Linked DNA regions of Mus musculus: region 2 is linked to region 1. The links are chromatin contacts, called in public HiChIP or PLAC-seq maps. All regions are on one chromosome and are shown on one strand. Each heading gives the region's core, a stretch centred on a gene start, on an enhancer-like site or on the middle of the called end of the contact. The rest is flanking DNA. Distances are from core to core; before and after follow the strand shown. Region 1 overlaps Etl4 (enhancer trap locus 4). Region 2 overlaps Etl4 (enhancer trap locus 4).

What was found. HiChIP or PLAC-seq counts read pairs in DNA pulled down with a chosen protein or histone mark.
Region 2: a contact with region 1 is called in an H3K27ac HiChIP or PLAC-seq map of embryonic stem cells, with 2.5 times the contacts expected there. The contact joins two enhancer-like sites. A contact is called at or near these places in 2 of 484 Hi-C or Micro-C datasets (cerebral cortex and embryonic stem cells) and 4 of 115 datasets of contacts at active chromatin or transcription factors (embryonic stem cells and pancreatic cancer cells).

Annotation. Positions count from the first base shown.
Region 1 is chr2:20,594,258-20,600,052 of GRCm38.p6, forward strand. All of the region lies in intron 3 of Etl4 (enhancer trap locus 4), which reads left to right. Among named protein-coding and RNA genes, the nearest start is that of Gm17171, 260 kb to the left of the region's middle. Within about 2 kb of position 3,169, at least 24 of the 459 cell types and tissues checked have an H3K27ac peak or open chromatin away from gene starts, as enhancers often do. A contact at or near this core is called in embryonic stem cells, where this site is marked.
Region 2 is chr2:20,776,804-20,781,861 of GRCm38.p6, forward strand. Etl4 (enhancer trap locus 4) reads left to right here. Exons shown (of 22, transcript NM_001081006.1): 11 at 1,223-1,398; 12 at 4,139-4,269; 13 at 4,995-5,058. Among named protein-coding and RNA genes, the nearest start is that of Arhgap21, 190 kb to the right of the region's middle. Within about 2 kb of position 3,073, at least 18 of the 459 cell types and tissues checked have an H3K27ac peak or open chromatin away from gene starts, as enhancers often do. A contact at or near this core is called in embryonic stem cells, where this site is marked.

The DNA.
Region 1 (5,795 bases), core at 1,919-4,418:
TTTGGATCTTGGATGGCTTCCAAAGGCCATGAGTTGGAGACCTGGTCTCCAGTCTGTAACTGCTCTTGGGAGGGAATAGACCCTCCAAGAGGCTGGGCCAGGAAGAAGGATGTTAGTACAATTATCTGCATGATAATGGACCTTCCTATTCTTTCTTCCTGGCCACCATTCATTCACTGCTCACAAACTCTACTAACCCTTAGGCAGTGTGGTCAGTGACCGTGGACTAAGGTCTCTAAAACTGTGAGTGAAATATACTAATTTATTCCCAAAACTTTATTTCAGTAATAAAAATCTAACCTATAGTATATGAATCATTCTTCGTTGTTGACTACAATATTTTGTGGAAGGCCACCTTGCAGAGAGAAGCAGGTCCTTTTCCTCCTCTATAACATCCCAATGGGACATTCCTACCTTCTTTTCCTTAGACAGTAGGTAGCAGCCATTTGTCATGCTACTCCAACTTCTAACTTAAAGCAGCCTGTGGTGAACGATAAGTTATTTTTCTGAAATGAGCAAATTCAAACCAGATTAGTTAATATTAAAGGCAGGTTTACTAGGAAGCTTGCTCTTCAGTGAGTTCACTAGCCCCAAGAATTGAGACCAGGGGAGTTGCCATGGGGTGGGGTGGGGGAGAGGAGAAAGAGAGAAAGGGCATGCAAAGAGGGGGAGAGAGAGAGAGAGAGAGAGAGAGAGAGAGAGAGAGAGAGAGAGAGAGAGAGAGAAAGAGAAAGAGGAAAAGGGGGGAAGAAGGAAGAAAGGGAGGGTGGGAGAGAGGGAGGAAGAGAGCAAAATGTCTGGATTATGTATCGAGGAGTCTCTTGAAAAAGGACAGCCCAGCCCTGAGGCTGGGACGTGCAAGTTTGGAGGCAGGTTATTCCAAGTAGGGACTGAGGGATGCTGGGAGAAGATGGAGGTCAGGTCTGCTTTGATATGCAAAATATGCACTCAGTGCCTTGTCCTTGGGTCTGACACCAAACTGGGGACCATTACCTATAGTATTGTACTTAGAGGTTTACATCAGAACTGGTTTTGATCAGACTCCCCTGTTAGTATATCCCACCACAGTGTTCAACAATGAGCCCATTTCATTTTGCTTTTGAACCCCATATAGGAACGGAGGGGGATTTCCACTGGATGTGTTTCTCTTGGACACTTTATAAATTTGCTTATTATTTAAGTAAAAGGGATTTTTTTTAAATCTATTGTTTGAAGTGGACACTTTCTAGCATGTAGAGAAAGTCTAGACCCTTAAATAAAGTGAAATACCACAGGTGGGCTTTTGTTTAGTGATTCAAAGTTTAGTGAGACCATGAGTTCCCTAGCTTTTTGAGCAAAGATGCTTGAAAAAGGGTCTCGGGTTTTCTAACCAGCAAAGGCTTGCCATATCATTACAGGAAACATAGTTAAGTCACTAAAATGTAGTCTAGATGGTATAAGATTCATCTAAATTATTATAATGGAATGAGAAATAATGTTGATCTCATTGGAATGGGAGTTAAATTGTCTTTACCATTTGCTGAGGAAGTTGTTCAGCTGGTCAAAAACTTTTAAAAGATGCCAGTGACCTGAGACTTAGACTCCCCTCCCCCACCCCCATTATTTTCTTCTCTTCTCACACTCTACTCACCTGGTACTGTTGTGTCCGGCCAGCAGACCACAACCTGGGTTCTAGCCTGGAAAGGCATTTTGGAAACCTGGAAGAGAAGAGGGGCTAGGTGGCGAGAGAAAGGAATGTAGCCAAGACAGTTACGCTGATCAAGGCTCAAATTTTATTGTTGCGACACTAGTTATGAAGGAAGGGGGAGGGGACCCGATTCCCGCCGAATAATCTCAGGTCCAGTAGAAAGGTGCACGTGTGTGGCTCCTCAGGTTCCAGCAGTGGGCGTGGCAGAACGAATGAGCAGGAAGCTCCACCCCTGAGCAAGCAGGTTTCAGGCTGGGGGAGGAGAGACTACATGGTACCCTAGTCTCTGGTCACTTAAGCCTTCCTGAAGACAAGCATGGTTCTAGATCTAAAGAAACCCTACTCACTCACTCACTCACTCACTCACTCACTCACTCACATCTAAAGAAACCCTAGTCACTCACTCACTCACTCACTCACTCACTCAATAAATAACTAAAGTTGAGTTCATATAGCTATAACAGGGTAGGGAGAAGAGTAGGGATGAAGTGGGCATGCTGACACCCACCTACAGTTAAATGTCCCCTCATACCGTTTTAAAAGCCTGTTGCAAGAGTGGGAGGTAGACCTGGGAGGCCTTAGCATGAAGAGTAGGAGGTTAATATGACCAAAATATATTGTATGAATTATGAAATTCTCAAAGAATTAATAAAAATGAAATCAGGGTTCAACCTTCATTATTTTCCTCCCTAAAGTTTTTGGTTATTTAATACATTGTCTGCTGAGCGCGTGTCCCGGAACTTCATGAGCAGGAGGGAGGTCCCCTTCCTCTTTTGAAGGATGCCTGTTTGGTTTGCTGACATAAATGGCAACAGGTGTGTTAACAGGCAAAACACAAGGTAATGGGTCCATGAGCATGAAAGTCTTTCAAAAACACATAACTCAAATATCCCCTTGGTAGGGAAGTGAGAAATGGAGATGTGTTGTGGGTGATTTCAAAAGTTAATAAAGGATATTTTTAGAAAATTGAATGAGCCTCCAAAGAATAGATAGACAATAGTGTGTGAATTAAGTTGGCCAGAAAACCAATTAAAAGTCTGTCTGAGTGTGGTGGGGCCCCTTCGTCTTTGTTTCTATGCTGTGAAGTTAATTGTGACTGATTTAAGAAAATTTCTGGAAGGGAGTAAAGGCCATTGTGTTCATTTTGGAGGAGCCTCAAATATGGGAACTTCAGAGAGAGAGAGAGAGAGAGAGAGAGAGAGAGAGAGAGAGAGAGAGATCCCTGCTGGGGTTGGAAACAGAAGGTCAGAAAAATCTCTGGTCCTGAGGATGTCTGGAAGGCTGCCTTTTGTTCAAAGAACTCAGCATGCTAAAGTGTGGGGGCTCCGAGCTCCAGCCTTAGAAATACATGCTCCTAACCTCCATACTAGATTAGCTGAATGGGAATTCAACCTCAACAAAGCTCTTAGGTGATTATGGTTCACAGGAATCAAACATTTATGTGTACATAGCACAGGGCCTCCTCCTGTGCAGCAAGAACTCTGAATGTCTGCTGGATGACTAATGAATGAATTGCATAGAGGGTGTGGCCCAGAGGAGATCGTTTCCTATACAATCCTTTTCAGTTTTAGAAAACTGTAGCCCCTTCTTTGCCTTTAGTATCCCTGATTTATTAGTTACCCATCACCTTTGATTATCTATTGTCATTTTCATGCAGGTACTTTTGACATGAACAAGTATAGAGAGTAACTGTGTGAATTGTTTCCAGTTATAGATTATGAACGTAACCCCCTGACTGTCTCATCGAAGAGTAAACACTCACGTGTGCCTCATTTGATCATCTTAGCTGTGGTATTTGGAACTAAGTAGCAAAGACGATGTAAAGGTTAAGAGGATGTTCTCTGTCATGGTGTCAAAAGCTGAGTATTCCAGCTCACACATCTTTGCTAATAACCACAGAAGGAGATGGCAGGGTAGCATGCCTGGATTTTCAAAACAGGAGAGGATTTGACAGTGAAGTCTTCTCAGCTGTCTGGGAATGAAACAGGAAGCAGAGAAGCATGAAATGTGAGGAGGTGAGCCTGCCTCAGCCTGGATGATGCTAGAGAAAAGTGCCAGTCACCGTGCTGCATTGTGGGAATTCGCGGGGTCACTTTGCTTGTAAGAGTAATCGGGATAGTGACATTTTGTGTGCACAGGCCAGAGACACAAAGTGTCTGCAAGGCATAGAGTAGTTTTTCACATTATGAAGATCTGAACTGTCTGTGTGAGGCCACGACTTTAGAATGCTTGGCCAGGTGTTTTGGAGATAGAAAATTCTGATATTAATACCATTATATAGGTGTGTGTGTGTGTGTGTGTGTGTGTGTGTGTGTGTAAAAAGCCAAAAGACGAGGCTTATTAATGCATTCATATTGTGACAAGGGACAAAGAAACCTACTGTACCTTCAATAAATTTTTATGTAAACAAAACCATGCTAAATATTGCTGAATTTCCCAAGGATACAGGCAGCACAAAATATGAATGTTTGCAGGGTTTTTTTTTTTTTTTTTTTTTAGAACTTGATATGTTTACTTTTAAGATAAACACATCTCTGCTCATACCAGTGTGCATGTAGGATGCTGTCATCCAAAAATGTTTTGTTTTTTATCTGTTTTTTCTGAGATAGGGTCTTAATATGGAGTGGTGGCTGGTGGGGAACTATATAGCCCAGACTGCCCTCAAACTTAAGAGCCCCCAGGCTCTATCTCTAGGGTGCTAAGACATTGGTGAAAGGGCTGGCGAGATGGCTCAGTGGTTAAGAGCACTGACTGCTCTTCCGAAGGTCTTAAGTTCAAATCCCAGCAGCCACATGGTGGCTCACAGCCATCATTTCTGCCCCACTGTCCGAACAAATGATATCAGGTTTGAAGGATGGCTTTCCCTTGTCACCTCTCCAATCACTTAACCCCAAAGTTTGAGGATCCCTGCTTATATGCATATATATACTCCAAGCCCCTGGACACAGACATTCCATCCCTGACCTGCACAGTCAAAGTCTTGCAATCTGGGTCTGACTCATAAACTAAAGGCTCTCTTTGTTTTTACATCGGACTTGCAATTCCTGGCGTTCTTCTGGGGCTTCACAAAACCAGCTTGTCTTCTTTTATCTTGTGATGTGCTGCTTAACCCTGAGAAGGTACATACCAAAACATGTCTTAGTGTATATACAGTTCCATCTTTTATTTTTTTCTTTATGTATGTATGTACTTGTAGGCATGGTGTCATTAACAACAAACTCAGACAGAGCTAATGCTAACCTTAAACTCCCGATCCTGCAGTGCACTCATGAATGCTAGGATAACAGCTGTGTGTTGCTACTACATACCTGTGTTTTTATTCATGTAACATGTCATCATAATTATTTTTTAAAATTTAAGTATGAGGCTCTTTTTAAAAAAATTAACTATGTCTCAGGGCATAGGGAAGTAAGTATTGGGCTGAAGGTTTGAGAATGCTCCACCTAGACAGCCTCAGTAGTCTTTGTCAAAGGCTACCCGTAAAGACTTCAACTTAATGAATGTAAGAATTAGGAAGAATCATCTTTCAGGGGGCAGGAAGCTGAGGGGTAAGCTCGGTGCTGGTGACTGTAGTGAGAAGTCATGGGGCTCAACACACTAATGTCGGACATTCTTCTTGCCACTCTCTACCGCGTGGGCTTCATAACTGCCCTGATTCTTGCCTCTGCTGTCCTATCAAAGTGAGAATGGACATGACAGATAGTGCTTTTAAAGCACATGGCAGAGAGATGCAGAAATTGCTAGAAATCATGACTTATATAATAGTCTTATGTTGTGTAGCTCTTTGGAAATGGAAAATAAAGACGCTATTTCATTGGCTACCACAGGCATTGCCGGAGTTCCCCATGATTTCTTAGGGCTAAGGTCTTGGATGCAGGTTATCAGATTCAGTACTTGTTTTTATTTTTTGAGTTTACTTATTTCTAGCTTAGATGGGAAACGCTATTTCTCCTAGCCTTCTCTTATGCTGTAATCATTCCCCTACATTAAGCCTGCAGCCCCAGTATGGTAGTCCTCTGTTTCTGTATCAAATGCTTGAGATAATCAACTTACAAGAAAAAGGTTAATTTTGGCTTGCAATTTTGTGAATTCAGTTGAATGACAGTGG
Region 2 (5,058 bases), core at 1,823-4,322, 180 kb after region 1:
CTGGCCTCGAACTCAGAAATCAGCCTGCCTCTGCCTCCCGAGTGCTGTGATTAAAGGCATGCGCCACCACGCCCGGCCCCAGCTCACTCTTATCTCATAATGAAGATCACAATGGGGCTTTGAAAGAGTGGCACCATGGTCAAAGTGTTCTTCCTCTCAGTGTGAAGAGATAATGGGGCAGATGACAACAGCATCCCCAGTCCTCTGAGGTGATACCTTGTAGTGGAAAAGGATCAAGAAACCAGTGCAAACAATTGAATGTTGCTCTGGTGTTTTGTTTTTGTTTTTTTTTTTTTTTTTGAGGGGGGGTGTCTTAGGGACAGTGGAATGAATAAAATACAATTGCTGCTGAAGCTGATCAAGGGTGTTCACTTTGTGGACATATGAAAACCTAGCAACTATTGGCAAGCATCTTCTGAAGGGTAGCTCAAACTTGCATGCTCTTTGTTCCATGTGATGAAGGACCAGTGAATCCCGGAAACCGTATGGAAATTATGGACTTAGATATAAATGCAGCCTTTGTCAAATCCAGTGAAATTAGTCAATTCCCAAGAGCCTTTGTCTCATCTGGACTCATTATTGCCCCATCAATGTGTAGTGCCACATGGTAAGGAGCTGTGATTCTACACTGTTGAGACATGAAGCCAAACAAATCAGAGAGCTCAGATTCGCTTTTTGAAGACATTCTGAAAAATTCCTGTCAACCCAATGGTTGTTGAGGATCTACAAGAACCTCAGAGTAGCTCTGCCAAGGAGAGCAGATTCTACATCAGGAGAGAAACGCGAAACGGAGAGCAAGAAAGCCTATCCAAGTGTCTGGGGGGAGACAAGGACTGAAGGCCTGGTTGATCACTGGGCTTTCAATGCTAGTACTCTTGACTCCTCTCTATAAAATCGTCTGTGAGAGTTTGTGGTGTGTTTGTGTGTGTGTGTGTGTGTGTGTGTGTGTGTGTGTAACAGCAGCCAAAGACTAGAAAAAACTCTACCTTTTTTATAGGCACAGAAGTTCAGCTGTCAGTTGCCTGATAAAACTTAGCCGTTCTCTGAGGAAGCAATCCTGTATACAGTCCTGTATACAGTCCTTGCTCTCTTCTCTTTCTTACTGAAATAAAGATTCAGCTGTGGGTTTTCTCTGTGCCCACTTCTGAAGACTGCAGGGCATTCAGGCTTCATGATAGCAGACAGATGAAGCCAATGGAGGCTGATTTCTTTTGTTCAACAGCTGCAGAACCAGGAGATTCTGAGGGCGATGATGAAGAAGGCTGAGCTGGAAATCAGTAACAAAGTGAAGGAGACCATGAAGAGACTAGAGGATCCGGTACAGCGTCAGCGCACCCTGGTGGAGCAAGAGAGACAGAAGTACCTCCACGAAGAAGAGCGGATTGTCAAAAAGTTATGGTGAGTCACCCTGAAGAGAAAAACTGTCTTTGTTCACAGGGTGACCTTCTTAGCTGGTATTTCTCTCCCTCTCTTTAATGAGCACCTATTGTGTAAGCTAGAGATCTGCTGAGCCTGGTATCTTTGTCCCAACTGTCCCTCCTTTAAGGTCTGGGAAACTCAGCAGGCCCCATGACAGTATATCTCTGGGCCAGGAAAATGTGGGGCATCCTTAGAAAACCACAGGGTTGGGGATTGGCAGGAGAATTGGGTCCATGGTCCTAATCACATCTCACAGTTGAACGGTATCATTCTCCTTGGCTTGGTGTCTTCTATGGGTCATACTCCTGCTTTGGAGACCTGCTTGGTACCTGTCTAGGCTGTGCTTGCAAAGACTGTAAGATCATGGGAGCCCACAATAGACCCTGAAAACCAACTCTAGAAAGTTGTCTTCTGCCTTCTGCATGCACAGTCACACAACACTAATTTAAAAGTTATGGAATACATATATATCTCCTTAATATTATCATATCTGTTTCTTATACCTTAAACAGACATAGACTAGGGTAACTGGGTGGATCCGTATGACAGGAGAGCGAGCTTAGGTAAGATATTCTAGAACCTGGCTCAGGGCTACTGAGAAGTAACGCCTGCTCTTTGCTGGCCCTTCTCTGTCCCTTTCCCTTCCTTCTAAATTCCAGAAAAGAAATACTCTGGTAGAACTGTTAGGCTTGGGTCCTCTGAACATGAGGACAGAGGAGTGAAAGTGGGGATTAAAGAACAGAAAAAAAAAATGAGTCAATATCTTTCATGGTTTTCTACTTGGAAATAACAGCTTCTAATAAGAGTCAGACTAAGTTCAGTTTAACAAACAATGGGCTTCTTTTCAACAAAGGCAGAATAAAAAGCAGCTTAAGGCCATGCTGAAATCTGGAGGCCCCATGAATGTCTGACGTCTTCTTGAGCAAAGCCTACCTATTTCAAAAGCCCATTGATGACTTTCAAAAGGCCGTCTGCACTCATTTTCAGCAGCACTGTCTCTTTTTCAATCTCTGAATTAATAAAAGTGGCCTTCAGAGCTCGAAATAGGAATCACAAGCACATGAATTGGCAGAATAATGGTGTCAGAGGTTCCCTGCTGCCCGTCAAAGGGGAGCAGAGTTTGGGGAACTTTGGGTTGCAGGGATATGATGCGCAGGAGGCAGACTGGGTAAGAGAAACTAAAATAGGAGTTTATCTGGATGGAGTGGCTTTGGGTCATGGAACATCTCCTTGGAGGAGTATTTGCATATTGACCAGTTTGTGGGTGGTTGAAGGAACTGGGGGCCCTGGAGTCTTAGCTTGGAAGGGCTTCATCAAAGCCTGAAAGAATGCAGGAGACTGCTTGGTCTACCAGGGAACCTCCCTCACCAATGGACCATTTAGAGGTCTGACAAGGATTGGCCCAGCTCCACCCCAAGGAGCAGCAGCTGCATGTGCCCTGTAGGTATGCTCACCTAACACCAGGTGTGTTTAACAGATGCAGACCCTAACGGGGCATCCTTTCATCAGAGATTTCTGTATCAGAATGGCTGGCATCACCAAATACTTCATCCCCCTGCTCAGAAGAGGTCAGATGTGTCACGTGTGACTTCATCCTTGTTGAATGTATGTCCTGCCCTGCTGGACTCCCTCCTGTGGCTGCATTAGCTCCTTTCTACTCACTCACCTAGAGGAAAGGGCCCATGTCTTGTGAGGCCATCCTCTCCTCCACTAAGGCGCCAGGAAGTACAGCCGCCATTCACTTACTGCCACCTAGTGGTCTTGCATTTCTTAGCACCCTCGTCCTTTAAGAGCTTTCTCTTGAATTTGCAGGCAACTTGAAAGGATACAAACACATCTGGGCAAATTGTTTTTGTTGTTTCAAGTGGAAGAATATAACTTGGCTGTGTTGGAGTTGATATCTGTTCTCTCTCTCCATCCCAACCCCTCCATCCGTCCCTCCCTCCCTCCAGAAATCAGATCTCTAAGTTCTTAGTTGTGAGAGAAGAGAGACAGTCATTAATGATGGGACAGTCAGGTACACTAGAGAGAGGCTATCCATTAGGGGATTTTGAGGGCAGTTTTGCTCTCTCTTTCCCAGGGATATTTGACCATGTCAAGGGACATTCACATGTGTCACAAATTATTGGAATTTGTGATTGCTTGCTACTGCTACTCAGCAGGAAGGGGCCAAGGATGCACATCCTTCATTGTGTAAGACAGCCCTGCACTAAAAATGAAGCTATATGGTTCAAAATGTCAGGTACTAAAATTGAGAAACCTGGTTGTCTAAAGTGAGCTAACACACTTCACTGTAGTACTGGTTCATACCCCCCTCTTAGGCTACCCCCAGCCCCCATCTTCTGCCTCCATCCTAATCTATCAGGACTCTCTCCCCTCTGTCTTTCTCTCCCTCCATTCCTGGTCACCAAGTGTGCACATTGTTCTCTTGGCTGGCATGAATACAACTGAAAGTTAAGAATGTATCAAGTGCCCACTCCACCCCCACCCGGGACCAATCTGAACCACAAATGACAGACACGGGAGAGCTCTCCCGTTGCTACCTTACATAGCCATGCAATATTGCAAAGCAAACTACTATCGACTGTGCTCCCACCTCCTCCTTGGAAGCTTAAGATAGGGCTGGGACACAGCAGAAAATGGGAGAGCCCCTGCTCCTGCACGTGTCCTTTCTGAGACCCTCCATGCTCAGTTCCATCTGCTCTCTGCCTCCCCACAGTGAGCTGGAGGACTTTGTTGAGGACTTGAAGAAGGACTCTTCCTCCACTGGCAGAGTGGTGACCCTGAAAGATGTGGAAGATGGGGCTTTCCTCCTGCGACAAGTGGGAGAAGCTGTGGCCACTCTCAAAGGTGAGCCTTCCACTGGAAGTGTGTTGCTTGGAATGTTTATGAAGCTTTCAGCTGGGCGGTGGTGGCGCACACCTTTAATCCCACCAATTGGGAGGCAGAGGCAGGCGGATTTCTGAGTTTAAGGCCAGCCTAGTCTACAGAGTGAGTTCCAGGACAGCCAGGGCTACACAGAGAAAAACCTGTCTCGAAAAACCAAAAAAAAAAAAAAAAAAAAAAAAAAAAATCAAAAACCAAAAAAACCGAAGAAGCTTTCAAATCTGGACCTACCATCCCATCCTACTTGGGAGGCTGAGGCAGGAGGATCCCTTAAAGTCAGTTGAGACCAGATTAGGGAAACAGTAATACTTTGTTTCAAATAGACATGTAAATAAATAAACAATCCTTCAAACAGTAAAAGATTCATTCAAGACTTCTTAGAGGACCTTTATAAAGGATGCTGAAGATGGAAACTAAACCATACAACTAAAACTTTCCCTTTTACTGAACTTACAGACATACCAAACTCGTTGAAAACAAACCCTAACTTTTTAGCCTTATCCATAATACACAGGGAATGGACCCAGAGGGGCTGTGACCTTATCCAAGGTCACTCAGTTTGACCATAAGATTTCACCCCGTTGCTTCCCGACTTGGTATTTCTCTGTGCTACCCTAGGTCACAGGAGTGGGGTGGGCATTGTCACTCTGCCTTCCTATTCTAAAAATCACTGCTGGTTTGGCCTGTAGGAGAATTTCCAACTTTGCAAAATAAGATGCGTGCTGTCCTGCGCATAGAAGTTGAGGCAGTAAG